3 separate regions of the Zea mays genome follow, and all the other regions are linked to region 2. A link is a contact called in public Hi-C data. All regions are on one chromosome and are shown on one strand. Each heading gives the region's core, a stretch centred on a gene start, on an enhancer-like site or on the middle of the called end of the contact. The rest is flanking DNA. Distances are from core to core; before and after follow the strand shown. Region 1 holds the start of LOC103637689 (serine/threonine-protein kinase BSK2). Region 2 has its middle 130 kb from the start of LOC103637689. Region 3 holds the start of LOC103637691 (NAC domain-containing protein 86).

Region 1 (3,196 bases), core at 524-3,023, 130 kb before region 2:
TCTATTTTGATACAGAAAGGGATATTATTTACTATACACATGATGGTTGCATCGACAGAGAGAAGATTTTTAAAATTGAAATATTTTGAACTATTTAAGGTCAACAATGACTTAAGAGTGGTTAAATGGTTTGGCGATTATATGTATCTAAAAGAAGTTGTTGGATGGATTGATTTTAATGGTATAAGCGATGATTGGTATCACAAAATGTTAGAAGATATTTTTAATGACATCGAATAACAAGTATGTGTTTTTGGCTATATTTTATATTTATCATCTTATAAACTTGAAAATAGTGCATAATAATTTGTATACGTTAAATATTATATATATTGTATGTGGATGAGGCCTCTAATTCGGATTTCGTCTAAAAAGTCAGAAACGACCATGTTAACATGATTTGTTTAAAATAAGTTAAACTCAGATTTTAGTTTATGGACAAACACGACACGACCCGACCTGCTATATATTTATGTCGTGGCTCGACCTATTAAATTGGTACGGTGTATGAGTGGCTCGGCACGCCAAGTGCCCAAGTCGCCAACGGTGGGGCTGCGCGCCTGCGGAACAGAGAACAGCGCGGCGCTGCAGGAAGCCCACGTGTCGAGCCTGCGACAGCGACGTTGCGAGGTTGTGGTCCCTCGCATGGCATCGATGGCTGAGTCGTCAGTCACTCGTGGCTGGCTGGCGAACCCGGACGCAGGTAGTCATGGAGGCGATCACCATTCTAGCTTGATGCTGCTGCGCGCCTGCGCCCCTGCTACTGCCGGCTCGCTCGTGCGCTCCTTGTTGCAGGCCTTGCTTGTTTTGCTTGCTGCCAATACGTACTACTCCCCAGTAAAAAGAAGACAGCAGGCCCAGTCAGGATCGGGACTTGGGCAAGGCGTCAGGCTCTCCAGTCTCCACACCTCCACTTTTACGTTGGAATCAAATCTTTGGTTCAGTAATTGTAACATGATAGGTAAGAAAATATTAAATCATGTCTGAAACTTTAACTGTAATTATATACTACATTAAGGGGGTGTTTGGTTACACCCCGCTAAAATTTAGCCCTTGTCCCATCGAATGTTTGAACCTCCGTTCCGGGTATTAAATGTAGTCAGATTATAAAACTAATTTGTCAGCCGAAGATTAAAAGACGAGACGAATCTAGTCCAGTTGGTTGGTTCTATATTTCATACTCCTATTTAAAAGTCAAATGTTTGATGTGACCCGGGCTAAACTTTAGCAGGAGCAACCAAACACCCCTTAAAAATAAATATTAACCTATTCAAATTTATTATCGTTGTGAATCATTACCGTTGTAGTTTACGTTACCGTCCATGAACTAAACAACAACTTTTGAGTTTTGGTGGTGGCTTGAAGCAAGTGGTGGAGAAGATAAATTTTTAGTTGTCGTAGTACAAGAGTATTTTAAAAAAGCTGAATATATTTGTAGGACTGAAGTAAATACGAACAGGAATATATACAGCTTGTCAACCTTACTTTGACTGTTAAATTCGTACCAAACTCGTTGCATCTCAGAACAGGAGCCCAAGCTGCATGCCTGCATGGAATTGCCATGCGTCCCTTGGTCTCCTTTTTCCATTCTGTTCTGAAACACAAACACTACATACCCTCTCTGATTTTTCTTGGGAACTGTTTGGTTTCAATTCTAGGAAAAGACCACCTTAAATTATACGAAAAATATTTTTTTAGAAAAAAGTATTAGTACTAGCACGAGATTTTAGGGGTTTCGTATTTTATTTTTTTTAAAACAAAGAGAAAAAGACTGGAGGTGGGGATGCTCGGTGTTGACTGTTGCGGGCGCACCTACCGGATCCCCCACCCACCCGGCCACCCCTGCGTGCTGCCGCGCTTCTCTCGGAGCCTTGCCTCCTGCCTCGCACCTTCACGAGCTCACTCCTGCTGCTCCATTCCACAATCCACACTCCCCCGCGCTGGACTGGAGTCGAGTTGAGCGCACGCTCTCGCACTCCCATATTCCCACCGACCATATCGCTCTTGCTTCGCTAAGCATCCTAGATCTCCATTCGCGCCCATGGGGTGCTTCCAGTCCAAGGTGGCGGGGCCCCTGCCGCCCAACGACGCCGCCGCGCTCCCCGCCGACAAGCCTGCAGATCCCGGTAACCGTCACGCCCCCTCCCCCGCTGCCGCTTAAACCCTAACGCCCGGCCACCGAATCCATCTAACCGGCACGCGCTCGCGTCTGCTTTGCTGTGTCCAATCGAATGGCAGAGGCGGCGAACGGCGCCGCCGACGGGGGAGGCGACGGCGACGACAAGGAGGCCGTGAAGCGCGCGGTGCCGGTGTTCAGGGAGTTCGCGCTGGCCGAGCTGCGCGCCGCCACCAAGGGCTTCAGCGCCGACCTCATCGTCTCGGAGAGCGGCGAGAAGGCGCCCAACGCCGTCTACCGCGGCCGCCTCGATGGCGGACGGCTCATCGCCGTCAAACGCTTCTCGCGCCTCTCTTGGCCTGACCCGCAGCAGTTCCTCGTATGGATTTGTGTTGCTTCAATGCTCGCTACGTGTGATTTCCTCCCGGCACGGATCTCGCAATGTGATGCAGTGCTGCTGCTGCTGCTGCAGGCGGATGCGGTGGGCGTGGGGAAGGTGCGGCACAAGCGCCTCGTCAACCTCATTGGCTGCTGCGCCGAGGGTGACGAGAGGCTGCTCGTCGCTGAGTACATGCCCAACGACACCCTGTCGAAGCATCTCTTCCACTGTACGTGCTCGGTGCTCTCCGGGTCTCCCCCAGTCCTTCCCTATCCACCTGCCAGGACTACTCCAGCCTTTTTCTGTCGTCTATGGTGACGTACTCGATGATGATCCTCGTGGGCGGATCACACCAACCGTGAATCTCAATCTCCTCTGCATTAACACAATGACTTAATGCACTTTGTGTCCTTCACCATTGCTGCATTTGACCTATGCAGATCATGCAAAAGTCTGGTTCGCCCGGACTAGGTGCGTGCGTCCTGTCCACCTTGTCTCCCTTCATTGACTCTGTTGTGCACTGCCTTTTTGTTCAGGGGATAAACAGCCTTTACCATGGGAAATGAGGCTGAGGGTTGCATATTTTATTGCACAAGCTCTCGACCATTGCAATTTGGAGAACAGGAAAATCTATCATGATTTGAATGCTTATAGAGTACTTTTTGATGAGGTACACAACAAGTTTGTTGACAGCTTCTAGT
Region 2 (3,586 bases), core at 933-3,432:
CTGCTGCTGCCCCGAAGCCTGGGAGGAATATTGCGGCCTCTGCTGCTGGCCTCCCCTATCATCATTCTGGGTGGAATGAATCGATCTGACATGTCTGGGATGAAACCTCCCTCCGAAGCCCCTGGCTATTTCAGAGAATCTGTAAGCTTCCTCCCTTCTCTGTCGAAAGTCGTTGTCGGCGCGGATGTATTCATCCATCTTCTGAAGCAACTTCTCCAGAGTCTGAGGGGGTTTCCTGGCAAAGTACTGGGCCGAAGGTCCCGGCCGAAGCCCCTTGATCATGGCCTCAATGACAATTTCATTGGTCACAGTTGGCGCTTGTGCCCTCAGGCGTAAGAATCTTCGGACATACGCCTGAAGATATTCCTCATGATCTTGGGTGCACTGGAATAAGGCTTGAGCAGTGACCGGCTTCATTTGAAATCCTTGAAAACTGGTTATCAGCATATCCTTCAGCTTCTGCCATGATATGATTGTTCCTGGCCGAAGGGAGGAGTACCAGGTTTGTGCAACACTCTTGACTGCCATGACGAAAGATTTCGCCATGACTGCAGTATTGCCACCATATGAAGATATTGTTGCTTCGTAACTCATCAGAAACTGCTTCGGATCTGAGTGACCGTCGTACATGGGGAGTTGGGGTGGCTTGTAGGACGGAGGCCAAGGTGTAGCCTGCAGTTCTGCTGACAGAGGAGAAGCATCATCAAAAGCAAAATTTCCATGATGGAAATTCTCATTCCAGTCATCTTCGTTGAAGAAGCCCTCCTGATGAAGCTCTCTGTGCTGAGGCCTTCGGTTCTGCTCATCTTGAGTAAGATGACGAACTTCTTCAGAGGCTTCGTCTATCTGCCTTTGCAGGTCAGCTAGCCTAGCCATCTTTTCCTTCTTCCTCTGCACCTGTTGATGAAGCATCTCCATATCTCTGATCTCTTGATCCAATTCATCCTCCTGAGGCGTTGGGCTGGTGGCCTTCCTCTTCTGGCTTTGGGCCTCCCGAAGAGAGAGAGTCTCCTAGTTGGGATCCAGTGGTTGCAGAGCTACAGCCCCTGTTGCTGAAGCTTTCTTCGGCGGCATGACGAAGGTCTATGCTTGCCGAAGGTGTTCAAAACTCAAAAAGTGGAAGTGAGTTCACCGGAGGTGGGCGCCAATGTTGGGGACTTGTTCTCAAATGCTAAGAGTTAAGAACAAGGCAACATAAAAAGTGTTAAATATTAAAGTCTTTCGTCATTCAAGACATTATGTCCCTTCGGATATAATTAATTCCGGACGAAGGTTGTGAAAGAAAAAATCTTCGTAAGCACAATAAATGATAAGGAAGAATTCATATATGAAATACGAAAAATAATGTAGACATTATCATTAACTTATTTTCATTTGCATTACCATATCCAGAATAACAAATTATAAATGTACCTTCGGTTTGAGCTATCCAGAATAACAAATTATAGCTCCAGCTCCATGATTTTCTGGAGCATCTAATGATCTACTTCACTAACCTCACCAAATTTTCTGGAGCTAGAGCTATCCTAAGGTAGTGTTTGGTTGAGGAGCTAAGTAGAACGAAGCCGTTCTATCCTTGATTCTAGGAACAGAGCCGCTCTGTTCTGTGTTTGGTAATCTGGAACGGAGCGGCTCTGTTTTTTGTTTGGTTGCAGAGTGAACGGAACAGAGCGTGACTGTGAGAGCGGGATGGGAACGGAGCGGCTCCGTCCGGTTGTTTTTTTGGAGCGGAATGGTTCCGGATCTAAGGAGAATATTCCCTAATTGGAGCCATTCCGTTCTATTTACTTTGTAACCAAACAGCGACAAAACTAGAACAGAATGGCTCCGTTCTACTTGGCTCTTCAACCAAATACTACCTAAACAAGGCCTTAAACTCTCCTAAACATGCCCTTAACATAGAATGGAGCCGCTCTATCTTTATAATCTAGAATATAGTTGTTGTGTAAGTAGGCTTTGTAACCAAACACTACCTCTATACAGGCGGGACGAAAGTTAGAAAACGCTTTGGTTTAGTGGTGATGGGCCCACATACATGACGATGTCGACGTGAACAGGTGGATGCGCCACTGCTTGTCGCAACTTGCCTGCACATTCTTCTATCCAGCTGACGCGCCTTCATTCTCTGATCGCCACTTCGCCTCCTGTCACTGCCAGCGGGTCGTTCTACAACTCGTGCGAAACATGTACACCCTCTTGGAGTGGAGCACTACTTCCAGTTCCATGCACACTACTTACAACAACTGTATAACCGTTCAGCAAAAAGTGAGTATCGCCGTATCAGAGGCTGGCCCAAAGCATCGAAAATGATCAGAGCACGACAGGGACAGCGTCAGGGAGAATGTTGCTGGTTTACTTTTGGTTTGTAACCACACGATGTCACACGGCACGGCGCCGGGTGGGGTGACTAGATCGCTGGTAATATTGCTAATGAGGACGACATGCATGCATGTCGTGGACCGCCTGACACTGCAATGTAAACATTCTGCAGCTGGAAAGCGGACGTACGACGGCACAGCTTCGTCGGACGATGCCTACCTCAACGGCTGAACGAGGAACGGCGATCCGTTCTGCGACACATCGCCATCGGCCGGCGCGCGCGACGACTTTATTAGCTTCCGGATTACCCAATCTCTTGCCGACCATGTCCCACAAATCTAAAATCCTGCATATCGAACGTCTTACTTTTAAATTTCTTAAAGCTATTTCTTAAAATAATATCAGAGTAATTTTACTTCTCAAAAATAAACTGTCTAACCTCACCAATCTCTCTAATGCGACCAAACAGCAAAAACGGTGTCACTGTCATCTCGTCTCGCGTGACGGCTGCCAGCGTCGTAGGTCAGCGCCAAGCACTCATCTGCTGTGCTGGAAATATGGTCGGTTTTTTTTTCGGCTAGTACACGGCTCAAAAACAAGAGCTCAAGGTGGCCAAGCACAAGATGGTATAGGCCGAGCTAGCACGATCCGAAAATGGGTATAGGCTTAGCCTTAAATTCTAGCCTATCGGCCTTTTATCACGGTCCACACGCATGGGTCGGGCTTGGGTCGACCCATCTGGTACAGTTCGATAAAGACACGACGTGCTTTAGGACCAAACTGGATCACTGTTTCTACTCTTCTTACGCCATACGATCCAAAAGTTGTGTTATTCTGGCTTGCATATGGCTGCCATGCCATCAACTCGGGCGCCATGATCATTACGCGCCAACCTGCCTACGTCAACATGAAAAAATAGGAAATCAGGCCCGTAGATGCCCTCTTCTCTCCCTTCCTATGAACTTCCTCACCCGCTCGTGTCGTGTCGCTCACCCATGCTTCGCTAGTCGCCATCGGGCAGATCTTAGGCACTGCCTCCTTCCTCACTCCAAATTCTAACCGGGCACTGCTACTCGTCACGACCTCTGCCATTAACGATGTCTCCACCTTCTTGGGTGGTCAGAGGTGACCCTATGCTTCCCACTTTGTTGGCAAGATACTTTCTCTCTCTAATTGTTATTTTCAATGTTCATTTTCAAGTAAATACTTGGTTGGTGAGTTGACTTGTAGGAATAATTAGCCAATTTACATTATCGAAATCCGGCTT
Region 3 (3,552 bases), core at 796-3,295, 170 kb after region 2:
GAGAGCGGCTTATTTGCCGGGGCACCAGCCTCTCCGGTGCCACACCGAACAGTCCGGTGCACCTCACTCTGGTGCAAGTCTAGCTGGTCTTAGCCAAACTTCTCCAATCCGATGTCTCTTATTTTGACAAGGTTCCTAGCACTTAGTATAATAATGTTAGTAACATAAACAATTTACTAAGGTTAGAATCATACCTTGCTTTTTTATTTTCATCTTCTTTGACACTTAGCTTATATCAACCAAAACAATATGTGTTGGACATTTAATCACCAAAACATTTATAGAAATGGCTCAAGGGCACATTTCCCTTTCAGAGTTAGGAAGGAATATTCGGACCAATGTCCGATCTACCACGAACCACAGGCACGGCCGGGTCGACGGCGACGGCGGCGCCCGCACGCGTGTTGTAGTACTTCATCCTTTTTTTAACTTCTTAATAGATACACCAATGGTCCATATATTTAAGTTGATTGATTTGTCCCTTTAACTTCCAATATAATACTAAATTATTAGTACACCATTTTATTAAAGTAGACTATTAGGATTGGCTATTATTAACTATTAATTTGGGTTAAGTCCACATTAATCCAACATCCCTAATAAATAGATTTAGATTGCTTAAAAATGATGGTTGCCTAGTTGGTTGCAGCGTTGGTGCAGGCATTGAAATGCCAGCTCGCGTGAATCTCATGGTTCCTCTTTTTGCCTTTTTCTGGTAATTAATGTATGTATGCATGTACGTACTGTGCATGGAAAAACGAACTGTCTGAGGGATATACTAGTCCAAAATGAGCTCTAAATGCTTCAACATCAAGTTTTTTGCATTCAAAGTAAAAAACCCTTAAACATCAAGTATTTGAAGATTGGAGGGAGTAGTTAGTAAGATACGGTGCGACCAGATTTTTTTGTTGTATTTTAGTTATTTTTCCGAACAATTTTCACGTTTAGACCTATAGAGTACTTAATGTTGTTTTATGATTTTTTTTAGCGTCATAGATCATAGCGCCGAGATAACACTTATCGGCGTCATGACCTATAGCACCGGTCACCGCAGGCACAGGTGGGCTGGCGTGGCAGCAGACGTAACTCTTTTTGTTGAAAAAAAAGCTAAAATAAAAAGGAAATAAGTTAAAATACAAAAACGTGCCATGACCCGTCTGGAATAAGTTAAGTCGATCAGCCACCTGTCTGAACATGAGCTGTAAAAACCAAGAGAAAACAGGCGAGAGTAATAAGAATTAAAAAAAACTGGGCGGTGAAGAAAACTCATCCCATCCTCGGGCTCATCTCCAAATCCAGCAACGACGGGCTAAGCACGGATCTACTACTAGCTAGCATCTACCTCATGGATGATATGGACAAACCAAAAAAGTTTATATGAACAGACAAATTCGCGCTTTTGGGCCAGGCGGCACAACAATCCGGAGAGCGCGCGCGCGCGCGCAGCAAAAGCGGAGAAGGGCCCCCGATCTGAAGCCGATCCCGGAACGGTATAAACGGCCGCCTCTACTAGATTAGTAGGATCAGACACAGTACGTAGATGGAAACTACGTGCAGGTGCAGGTGCAGGACAGACAACACGCATGCTTTGCTTTGCTTTGCTTTGTGTGGGCTCCTCCAGCCCTCCTTAGCTAGCTGTCGATTCGCAAGCACGACTACCTGAACGAAACACGGACGACCATGTGGCTAGCATGTACCTGTACCCACTGACGAATGGACTGAGCTGAGCGCACGCACGCACCGTACCACACGAGAGGGGCTTGACACGCGTTGCGCGCTCTTTTGGTTAGCAGCCAGTCATCGCAAGGCGGCCAGCGGTTTTGGCGAGCTGCGTGTGTGTGTGTCCAGTGACAAGGTTTCACGCGGCGGCTGGGTGGTGGTGGACTGGTGGTGGTGGCGCGAGAGGTAGGCTTTGGAATTGCTTCGCGCGGACGACCGCCGACCTCGCCCTCGCTTTCCCTAGTTCCCAGTTTAGACTAGTAGTTTGTAGTTTCCGTGTCCGTTTCCCCTGTCCGCGTCCGTGTCTATATAAACGGCATCGCCCCGCGGCTTCTCACACCCTCTCCTCCTCCTCCCTCCTGCCGCTGCTCTCTCTCTCTCCGTTCCTGATCGGCAAGGCAACTTATTGAAGCAGCCTCTCTCCCTCGACGGCTGGACCTCAACAATTGTTTGTTCTTGAGGCCCGCCAGACCTTAATAATCTTGCTGGCTGGCTGGCTGGTAACTTACTAATCTAGCTAGCTATAGGCGGCTCTGACCCTCTGATAATGGTCTTGGACTCCATCGGCTTCTTCTTCGTCGTCGTCATAGTCATCCCCCGCGCGCTGCTTAGGAAGAGCTTCTATTTCTGGATCTTCCACGTCTTCAACAGATATCCCCTCCTCAACCTCCTCCTCTTCCATTGCCAGCCGCGCACTGATCTATCTACTAACCGCCGCTCTAGCTAGCACACAGCCTACACATACGCATCTGCTGCCTGAAATATTTGCTTGGCAGAGTTGACATTTACATTCGATCTCTCGGTTACTAGTGTAGTAGTAGTGTTGGATCGGCAGCATTTATTTGCTTCCCCCTGCCGCTGCCGGCCATGGGCACCATGACCCTGCCGCCCGGGTTCCGCTTCCACCCCACCGACGACGAGCTGGTGAGCTACTACCTCAAGAGGAAGGTGGACAACCTCAAGATCGAGCTCGAGGTCATCCCCGTCGTCGACCTCTACAAGTCCGAGCCATGGGAACTACCAGGTGTGTGTGTACTTGCTACTAGCTGTATACCCTATATATCCTGTCGTTCTTCTCTCCCGGCCCGGGCATCTCGCTCTCTCCCCTTTTTCTCCCTAGCTAGCTAGGCTAGGCCGGTCGCAGATAACAGCATATATAGGCTTTTCAACAACAACAACAAAAAAGAAACATGGTGCTCAGAACAGAGAATCACTGTATTATTTCCGTACGTAACTGGTTAATTAATTGTTGCAGACAAGTCGTTCCTGCCGAAGCGCGACCTGGAGTGGTTCTTCTTCTGCCCCCGCGATCGCAAGTACCCCAACGGGTCGCGCACCAACCGCGCCACGGCGACGGGCTACTGGAAGGCGACGGGCAAGGACCGGCGCGTGGCGTGCGACGGCGGCGTCTACGGCCTCCGCAAGACGCTCGTCTTCTACCGCGGCCGCGCGCCAGGCGGCGAGCGCACCGACTGGGTCATGCACGAGTACCGCCTCTGCCAGGACCTCGTCCACGGCGCGTGCAACTTCATCGTACGCGCTGCGTCCCCTTCAACTCGTCCCATCATTCTATTCTCTTCTCTTCTGCTCATCGCTCAGCTAATTAGCTAAACTGACCGCCGGCTGCTCACGTACGTACGTGTGTGCAGGGCGCCTACGCGCTGTGCCGCGTGATCAAGCGGCACGAGGCCGGGCTGCTGCTGCCGCCGCCTGCGAGCAGGGCCAAAGCGGCCGGCAGCGCGAGAGGGCACATGATGAGCGAGGTCTCCAGCGGCGAGCAGCTAAGCGCGTCGTCGTCGCCGTCGCCGTTCACGCCCGCCAACTCCAGCCCCA

Evidence for each region. Hi-C and Micro-C count contacts between places; a contact is called where the count stands out from the background.
Region 1: a contact with region 2 is called in a Hi-C map of leaf, with 2.6 times the contacts expected there. The contact joins the promoter of LOC103637689 here to the enhancer-like site in region 2. A contact is called at or near these places in 11 of 25 Hi-C or Micro-C datasets (bundle sheath, ear, endosperm and 3 more).
Region 3: a Hi-C map of bundle sheath shows a contact between it and region 2, with 3 times the contacts expected there. The contact joins the promoter of LOC103637691 here to the enhancer-like site in region 2. A contact is called at or near these places in 5 of 25 Hi-C or Micro-C datasets (bundle sheath, endosperm, leaf and 1 more) and 1 of 3 datasets of contacts at active chromatin or transcription factors (leaf).

What each region holds. Positions count from the first base shown.
Region 1 is chr1:99,197,878-99,201,073 of Zm-B73-REFERENCE-NAM-5.0, forward strand. LOC103637689 (serine/threonine-protein kinase BSK2) reads left to right here and starts at 1,774. Exons shown (of 10, transcript XM_008660327.3): 1 at 1,774-2,126; 2 at 2,239-2,495; 3 at 2,589-2,724; 4 at 3,032-3,165. The coding sequence starts at 2,042.
Region 2 is chr1:99,329,054-99,332,639 of Zm-B73-REFERENCE-NAM-5.0, forward strand. No RefSeq gene overlaps it. Among protein-coding and RNA genes, the nearest start is that of LOC103637689, 130 kb to the left of the region's middle. Within about 2 kb of position 2,183, at least 8 of the 20 cell types and tissues checked have an H3K27ac peak or open chromatin away from gene starts, as enhancers often do. A contact at or near this core is called in bundle sheath, endosperm, leaf and 1 more, where this site is marked.
Region 3 is chr1:99,497,998-99,501,549 of Zm-B73-REFERENCE-NAM-5.0, forward strand. LOC103637691 (NAC domain-containing protein 86) reads left to right here and starts at 2,046. Exons shown (of 5, transcript XM_008660334.4): 1 at 2,046-2,743; 2 at 2,975-3,252; 3 at 3,369-3,552. The coding sequence starts at 2,587.